3 separate regions of the Mus musculus genome follow, and all the other regions are linked to region 3. Evidence: chromatin contacts called from public Hi-C and promoter capture Hi-C data. All regions are on one chromosome and are shown on one strand. Each heading gives the region's core, a stretch centred on a gene start, on an enhancer-like site or on the middle of the called end of the contact. The rest is flanking DNA. Distances are from core to core; before and after follow the strand shown. Region 1 holds the start of Spty2d1 (SPT2 chromatin protein domain containing 1). Region 2 holds the start of Gtf2h1 (general transcription factor II H, polypeptide 1). Region 3 holds the start of Zdhhc13 (zinc finger, DHHC domain containing 13).

Region 1 (2,700 bases), core at 51-2,550, 1.8 Mb after region 3:
ATGGGTACACATTTACAGCAGCTCAGATGAGCTAATTTAACATGGAAGAGACATGCCCTGTTTAGTAGTGCACAACTAAGTTCTGGTATTCTATGGAGCCCTTACTAATATACAGGCAAAAACACTCACACACAAAAATGTATATACGTATGTATTAAAAAGCATCTATAAGTACAAAAAAAGTATCTATAAAAGGAATATTATGTTGAGTTAGGGGCGGGTTCTTAAGATATCTGAGGCTGAGGAAGAGAAAAATTTCTACACTGCCAGCCAGTGATGGTGCATGCCTTTAATCCTTGCACTTGGGAAGCAGAGGCGGGTGGAACTCTGTGAGTGTGAGGCTAGCCTAGTCAACAGAGTAATTTCAGTACAGCCAGAGCTACACAGACAAACCTTGTCTAGGAAAGGAAAGGAAAGGAAAGGAAAGGAAAGGAAAGGAAAGGAAAGGAAAGGAAAGGAAAGGAAATTTAAAATTCTAGGGGGAAGGCAGGCTTCATCTTGGTCTTTTACTCAGCCTGAAGTGGAGCCATTCCAATACAGGCGCTCACATCATCACAGAATAAGGTCTATTGTATACACTCACCCTTTCAGCTGTACAAAAAATAGTAAATAATGCAGCCACCCCCACAGTCCAGTTTAGGGGTATTTCCATCACACCAAACCGGTCCGTAGCCCATTCCCACCCCCAGACTCAGGTATACCTAGTTATTCACGTCTACTTTATTGAGTCGAAATGACCAAATTCAAGATAACGCAAAAGAAAGTCAGGCTAGACTCCCAATGAATGCACTATATTCTGCAGTGCGTCAGAGTCAAGTTCTGCTTGGCATGTGACGAAGGTCTTCGCTCTTTCCCTAGGTTTTTAAAAGAACATCAGGTGCCTCCAGGAGATAACTGGCGTCCCAGGGACAGGATTCTTGTGCGCATGCGTAGCTTCGGGGCTCCAGCGAAACGAAACCGAGATCCCTTGCTCCAGACCTGTCGCACCAGCTGTTGGAATACCGTCATTTGGAATCTGTACATCCACGCGTGACACCTACAGAGCCCAGCTCTAGAAGGGGGTCGGGTCTCTCTTCTTCTCCACCCCCCCCCCTCCCACCCCACCCTCCCCGGATCTCACACTGAAACCCTCTCTCGCCGCGAAGATCCTCGGGCTGACCGCTCTCCCCGCCCCCTTTAGCCACACCCCTAAACTGCCATTTTGCGTCTGATTGGCTAGTAAAAGCCTCAGTCCCACCCATTTGAGCCAACGCCAACGGCCACGTACCCGTTTTCCGTGTCTTATCTCCGAAAGCGGAAGTTGCGCAAATACTTGCGAGCGCTGCGGAGGCGCTGAGCGTGTGTGTGTGAGTGTGTGTGTGTATGTGTGTATACATACACACACATACTTCGTATTCGGCGGCAGCGCGGGGGCGGTACACGGCATTAGAAGGCGCCGGAAGTGTCGGTGTCGAGGGGCGGCGAGAGAAGGGCCACCAAGGCAAGCCAGTCAGTAGCGCTTAGGCTCAGCGAGAGGCAAGACTCGCATCCACCGCGTCCCGAGTCCCCGGCCCAGCCGGGCTTTTCTCTTCGGCCAGACATGGACTTCAGGGAAATCCTCTTGATCGCTTCCAAAGGACAAGGTGTCAACCACGTACCGGTGAGTCCCCGGGGTTGCTGTAGGAAACCCGGGCGTCAAGTTCGTGTGTGGTGGGTGGAACTTCTCGGGGAGCGTCTGTCGGCCTCGGGAAAGCCTGAACTACGCACGCCCTCTTCTGGAGTTTTAGCGGAGGTGTGGGTACACGGGAGCTGGGGATGGAAAAGGGAGCGCTTTCTTGGGGTCGCTTTCGCCAGCTCCTGTGCCCTGAAAAGTAGGCTTTGCGGCTTTCGGTGTTTTTAAGAGTTGCGCAAAGTCGGGGGGGATAAGCCGCGCCTGACTGAATACTGTGTAGCATTAGTAGCGCCTGGCGTCGAATAAACTTCAGCCCCTAAATTGAGGACCAGTATAGTCAGGAAACTCGGGGACTTTTAAGAACTTTAAGGACTTGTCCTGATAGCCTTTGGGTCTTTTAGCGGGTCGAATACGGATTTCCAGGTGAACGTTTTGTGATTTCTTGAAAGCGTTCTCCGGTTCGTGGCCCCACCCACTGAACCAAAGATGGTATCACCTGCCAAGGAGGTATCTTCTGTTGGAAAGAGTTCAGGGCTTTGCAGGAAATCCATAGCCAACTGTGAGGTGATCATGTGGGCTGCGGGTGTGCTGGTAGACCTTTTATTTGCCGTATGTCCCTTGGATCTATCGGTTCCCTGTGCGAACGGATTGGGCAAAGCCTTTTTCAGCTTTCATTTCCTAGTGGGCTTCCAGATTTTTAGGTTCCGTTTGCTCAGTAAATGTGTGAGTTTGATAGTATTTTCAGAGGTAAATACTGAAGTGGTCCCACATCTGCTTTCTGGGGTTATAGCTGTTTTGCATAAACTACTCATTTCTGGATCACCAGAAGGTACCCACAGAACAGCTGTAAACCGATATATCGCAATGTGATACCCGAGATTTAATCTGTGAAGTGTCCAACTTAAAAGAACCTTCTAGAGTCAATCAGTTGGAATTTGCGATCTCACTTGGATTCTGCATTTCCTAATTTTGTATGTTGCAGTATTTTTTCCTATCTTGTCACTTCCTGTCAAATCCAGCCTATTTTTTAACCCTTGAGTATATCTACC
Region 2 (2,700 bases), core at 176-2,675, 2.0 Mb after region 3:
AAGGAAATCACAAGTCTAGGGTTAGGTGTGGTAGTGTACACCTTTAATCTTACCATTCAAGAATCAGAGGCAATCGATCCCTGTGAGTTCAAGGCCAGTCAGGGCTGTTATACAGAGAAAACCTGTGTGGGAAATGGAGGGTCAGGAGAGGAAGGAAAGGAAGTCACAAGGCTAGATATTGAGAATATTGATTGGAGCCAAGCCCTTAGTGTGCTTCAAGCCAGTTTTCTGTACCCAGGCCTGCATGCTTACCAAGCAATTTACATTGGGCTCTACCTACAGTCCTGTTTTTTTTTTTTGCCAGTTCTGGAAATGAAACCCAGGATCTTACAGGTGCCTAGCAAGAACTCTTAGCTTTAAGCTGCATTCCTAACTCAGAAACCTGTTTTACCATATTTTAAACTGGTGTCTTTAAATGGACAACATCAAAAGACAGAAAGCCAAACCAACCAAACAAAAGCCAACAACGAAGAACAAAAACAAGCAAACAAAAATCCCAAATTAAACTGTGTATACGTTGAGGACACAACTTCCGGAGATCGGTTCTCCCTCCACCACGTGGGTCCCAGAGATGGAACTCAGGTTTGGCAGCAAGCACCTTTACCAGTTGAGCCATTTCACTGTAGCCCTGGGCATACGTTTTAACATCTTTTCCCCACCCTTGTTTTGCAGATGGTAAAATAGACATGTGAGGTCAACTTCACATGAATTTAGTTTCTAAGAACACTGGAGAATTTATAAAAATAATCACATACTTCCATGTATTGATGGTTCACTTTACACTACATGACTGTCAAACTGGTCATAGCTAGAACTGGGTGCGTGGCTCAAGTTTTAATAACAGTTTGAAGAGCAGGATGACAGGTGGAAGCAAGAAGGCACGAGGACACCAAGGTTAGAGGACTTCTTTAACAGGAAAAGAAAGCCTCTCCCGGGCAGGCTCCCTAACGGGAAGGGCCTCGGTGTCTCGGAGAAGCCTCACTTCCTTCGTTCTCAGGTGAGTCTGATCCTTCCAGTCCCTCCCAGCGGAAGAACCTAATGCCTTCGGGCAGTAGATTAAGGGTCAGGGCACCTCCTTCCCATTCCGGGAGAAGAAAGGCAAACCACACAGCCAGCCTGTAGTGTCGTGGAGACGACTACAGCGAAGGGCTCGATCCGCCTGGCCCCGCGCCCCCGGGGCCTGTCAGACCCTCCACGCCCGCCCAACCCCATTCTTCGGTCTCAACTTACCAGGTGGGAGCTACGGTCTCTGGTCTGGGGCGCGGGAAGCGCGTCCCGTCGGATCTGCCTCCGCCGCGCTTCTCACAGCCGCTGCACGGAGGAGGCTGAACCCCTGCGGCCGCAGCCGTCGCCACCGCCTCTGTTGCCGGGGGGTCTCGCCTCCATCGCTGGCTGCGAGGGCGCTGAGGGCACGTGACCGGAAACGCCGGGGCGGGCCTCCGGAGCACGTGACCACCACCGCGGCCGCCATGACACCTTCCGCTAGCTCCCGCCCTCCCCCACCGATTCCCGCCTGTTTCGCTTCTCCTCCTCCGGTCTCGAGCGGCGGAGAGTTTCGGGGATTCGGCTTGGCTCGCCTTTCTCCCTAGAGAGCATCCGGTCCGGCTCCGTGGTGCGTCGTCGGCCCGAGGCGGCTCCCAGACTGCAGGCCGCAGGGAGCGGAATCGCGACCCGCGGCTGGAGGGGGAGGGAGCACGCGCGGGGAGGGGCGTGATCGTCACGTGACGAGGAAGTGCCGTTAACAGCGCTTTCCTCCGGTCCCTGGCGCCCCTGGATGACGTTGCCAGGGAGGGGGCGGGGTGACAGGGTGTGTGAGGTTCAGGTTCCGCTGTCAAGGGGTGTTGAGTGTCTGTGGAGCCTGCTCGGTGAAAGCGATCGCTGGTCTCTGGGGGGGGCGGAACTCGGCCCGCTAGTCAGCCTGAGGTTCTGTGAACCTGGCTTGGAAAACCTGCTTCCTGGACTTCTCCAGAGTGACAGCTGCGGTTTAAAGTCATAAAAGTTAGCTGTGATTGACGGGAGCTCCTTGTGGTCAGGGACTTGGTCTGCTGCGCATCCTTCATCTCCAGCAGCGCCTCCAGGGCCTAGAACACGGTAGGCACTTAGAACGTTGAATGAATGAATGCATGCAAGCATGAGCGAGTCGTTAAGTTTTCTGAGGTAGAGTTTCCTGATCATTATTGGATAAGGAAGTTCCTATTGTGGAAATAAAGTCTATTAACTCCCCTTTGCATAATTTCTTCAATCGTTGTTACTTTGCGTCTTTCGAGCCTTTCCTTCCACGCACCTTGTGGGATTAGATACACCATGGTTTGCTTTGGCTTTGTGAGCAGCAATCACTGTCTACCACTCTTGAATTATAAAAATAATCTTGGGAAGTGAGAAAGATGTTTCGATCTCACATAAATTCTACTTTCATTTATTATTGGGGGAGAAGGTGGCATGGCACCGCAGTTTTTTTGTTTGTTTGTTTTGTTTCTGTTTTTTTTGTTTGTTTGTTTTGTTTCTGTTTTTTTGTTTTGTTTTGTTTTGTTTTCTCGAGACAGGGTTTCTCTGTGTAGCCCCGGCTGTCCTGGGACTCACTCTATATACTTGACTGGCCTGGAACTCAGAAATCTGCCTGTCTCTGCCTCCCAAGTGCTGGAATTAAAGGTGTGCTCCACCACTGCCCGGTTGACACCTCAGCTTTTTGTAATTGGTTCT
Region 3 (2,700 bases), core at 71-2,570:
CACCAACCTCAACCTCTAAAATCATCCTCTCCCTTCTGATGTCATGGAACCTGAGCTGGGTTATTTCCCTCTTAGCATGGAGGAGTAAAGCTAAGCTCTCACAGGCTTTTATTAATGAGTGACAGTAATTAAGAAATGAGGCCTACTCTTACTGACGTTTGAGCCTGAGAAAAATAATGAGAGACTGTTTCATGTAAAGAGTCTATGTTCTTTCATAGTAATTCAGGCTCCCTGCACATCATTTTTCATTTCTTTTAAAATGCAAGAACTCCCAATAAAAACACCTCAGCATGTTATTTTCCACTTAAACCTACACCAAACTGGTTGAAGAAGAAAAATAGAGAGCTATGAAGAACACTCTTGGGATTGGGGAATTTTTTTTTTTTTAAAGAGTCCAAGCAATGTGACAACCTCAAACTGCTTGAAAAAAAAAAATCAATCTACTTCTAGCATAACTTGAATTAGAGACTGTGTCAGTTTACTCTCCTGTAGATGGGGATTTCTTTTGCTTAAAAACTTTGAAGCTGGGATAAAAAGGTGCACATAAATGCATGTAGCACACGCTAAACATTTGCTAGGATTGAAGAAGCCTGAAAATATTAAGTTGTAATCTATTCAATGCCAGTTATAAGTCTTTAGAGTAGTCACAATCAAAAGGGACAAATTCTTAGTTCTCTTGGCTTTTATAGCTTCCCCTTTGGCCTCCTCTGTCCTCTGGGACTAATCTAGCCCTTCTCAGAATAGAATCCTTGGGGATTTTGCAGATGGTACCACGGAGCGCCCTTCCTCCTGCCTCCACAGCCTTGATGCTTTCAAGGAGTAGGAAGGATGTGGGTAGCAACAAGAGCTAAGACAAGGTGGAGAGAAGGCGGCAGCCTAGGCGCTAGGGCTGATAATTTCTCAACAGAATCTCTCAGACTCCAGGCTAAGGTCTAAGGCTGGCTGTGCTATCTGAGGTGTGTCACCTGACACCTTACAGGTTCCAGCCGACTTAGGCACCGGTGCGTGACGCCCAGCCGCCGAATGGAGGCGACAGGAGGGCCCGGCCTCGCTCTGCGGCCACCGCAAAGGACAAGCAGCATCTTTCTTAGTGTGGCCAAGGCCCAGATCCTGCTGTCCTCGCGGAACCGCCTCACCTGGCCGCGGCTTACGTCCCCACCGCCGCCCACGTCCAGCCGCGCTCACCTGCGAGCCCAGGCCCGGGCCCTCCATCACGACCCGCGCCCGCTCGGCCGCGGCTCCAGCGCAAAGTGGCGGCCGCGGCTCTCCAAGCACGCCTCAGCCGCCTCTCGCCCACTTCCGGCTCGCGCTCCGCCCTCCTAACTGCGCGCATCCTAGGGCTGTCAATCCGCCACGAGAAGCCAATCCCCGATCTCTCTCTCACGGGGGCGGGACTTTCTCACCTCTAGAGAACTGCCGGTCATCCCCGCCCCCTGCCCCGCCCCCGCTATGTTCTTTCCTTCAGCCCCACCCTTGGCACCACTTAGGGTTCCCACTCAGAAGGCTCTACAGGTGCAGGTTCAGGCTGTTGTTATTCCAACGTCCCCGAGTGGGCTACCCCAAAGCTAGCTGTCCTTGTGGAGTTCTCTCCCTCACCTCAATCTTCTCAACTGTGAGTCAAGAACAAACTTCATGTAAGCGTTTGGAAAATTAACTGAGGAAAAGTATTTACAGTCCCACAGCAGGGGTTTTGGCAGATGAAGAGCATCCTGCCTCATGGACAACCTCACAGATGTTAGCTGTTCTAGGCATTGGGAGTTCCTAACTGCTGCTCTTCAGTCATGTGCTCTTGAGCAAGATACTTTTAGCATCAGGGCCTGGTTCCTCATAGAAAGCAGAAGATGTGAGCGGTGGTAAAGGCACTTGCCAACAAGTGTTACGACCTGAGTTTGTTCTCCTGGATCATGGTGGGAAGGGAAAAGTCTTGATGCTTTCCACTGATTCTTACACACACACACACACACACACACACACACACACACACACACACACACAGCTCGTTCACCATGCCACCTCCACACACAAGTAAATTAATAAATGAAACAAAAATACGTTTTAACAAAAAAGAAAGCAGAAAATATGAGAGTTCCACAGGGAGGGTGGAGATATAACTGAATAAGCCTCTCCAGTCCCTTTTGGTAGACTGCATGGAGGAGAGGGCATATAAGTCTTGCACACATTGGTGGGCTATGAAACAAGAATACTCTTGGTTCTTACCAGTGGGGAGCTCTCTCCTACCTCAGTGTCCAGAAAACAATAGGGCTTTCCTGAGCCTGGACTCAACTCCGTTCTTTGTGATAATTCCTTGATGTGTCTGTTACCAAGCCCAGCTTGGTTAGATCCTTAGAGGCTAAGTCAGAATTAATATTGTGACTCTATGAAACCATGAAATAAGTGTCTGGAAATAAAGTGCTGGGTTACCCATGAAAAAATATTACCCTGAAACAGTAAAATTATAAGTGTATTATTATGGTCAGTGGCCCTACTTATTGGGCACACCATAGATTACCCATAAAGCCTACACCCACTGAAGATGGGAAACACTGTGTTTGTCTAGGAACTCCCAGTGCCCAGAACAGCACCGAGACCTAGAAACTATTTACCATAATTACAGTGACTAGATGGGTGGATGTACGAATGTGTCATCAACTTTTATGATGCTACGCAGAGCAAACTGAGTGACAAATCGAAGGATGGGCA

The links. Hi-C and Micro-C count contacts between places; a contact is called where the count stands out from the background. Capture Hi-C pulls out chosen DNA fragments and counts their contacts.
Region 1: a Hi-C map of B cells shows a contact between it and region 3, with 6 read pairs. The contact joins the promoter of Spty2d1 here to the promoter of Zdhhc13 in region 3. A contact is called at or near these places in 3 of 39 promoter capture datasets (the C10 cell line and embryonic stem cells), 1 of 484 Hi-C or Micro-C datasets (B cells), 3 of 115 datasets of contacts at active chromatin or transcription factors (embryonic stem cells, large pre-B cells and pro-B cells) and 1 of 9 other capture datasets (embryonic stem cells).
Region 2: a contact with region 3 is called in a promoter capture Hi-C map of liver, with 5 times the contacts expected there. The contact joins the promoter of Gtf2h1 here to the promoter of Zdhhc13 in region 3. A contact is called at or near these places in 3 of 39 promoter capture datasets (cranial neural crest, liver and pre-B cells), 1 of 115 datasets of contacts at active chromatin or transcription factors (pro-B cells) and 1 of 9 other capture datasets (liver).

The regions. Positions count from the first base shown.
Region 1 is chr7:47,007,014-47,009,713 of GRCm38.p6, reverse strand. It overlaps Spty2d1 (SPT2 chromatin protein domain containing 1), which reads left to right and starts at 1,300. Exons shown (of 6, transcript NM_175318.4): 1 at 1,300-1,639. The coding sequence starts at 1,580. It overlaps Gm32031 (predicted gene, 32031), which reads right to left and starts at 1,160. Exons shown (of 2, transcript NR_166573.1): 1 at 1,121-1,160; 2 at 706-990.
Region 2 is chr7:46,794,819-46,797,518 of GRCm38.p6, reverse strand. Gtf2h1 (general transcription factor II H, polypeptide 1) reads right to left here and starts at 1,425. Exons shown (of 15, transcript NM_008186.4): 1 at 1,231-1,425. It overlaps Hps5 (HPS5, biogenesis of lysosomal organelles complex 2 subunit 2), which reads left to right and starts at 1,638. Exons shown (of 23, transcript NM_001005247.2): 1 at 1,638-2,091.
Region 3 is chr7:48,787,623-48,790,322 of GRCm38.p6, reverse strand. It overlaps Zdhhc13 (zinc finger, DHHC domain containing 13), which reads right to left and starts at 1,320. Exons shown (of 17, transcript NM_028031.3): 1 at 1,186-1,320. The coding sequence starts at 1,212.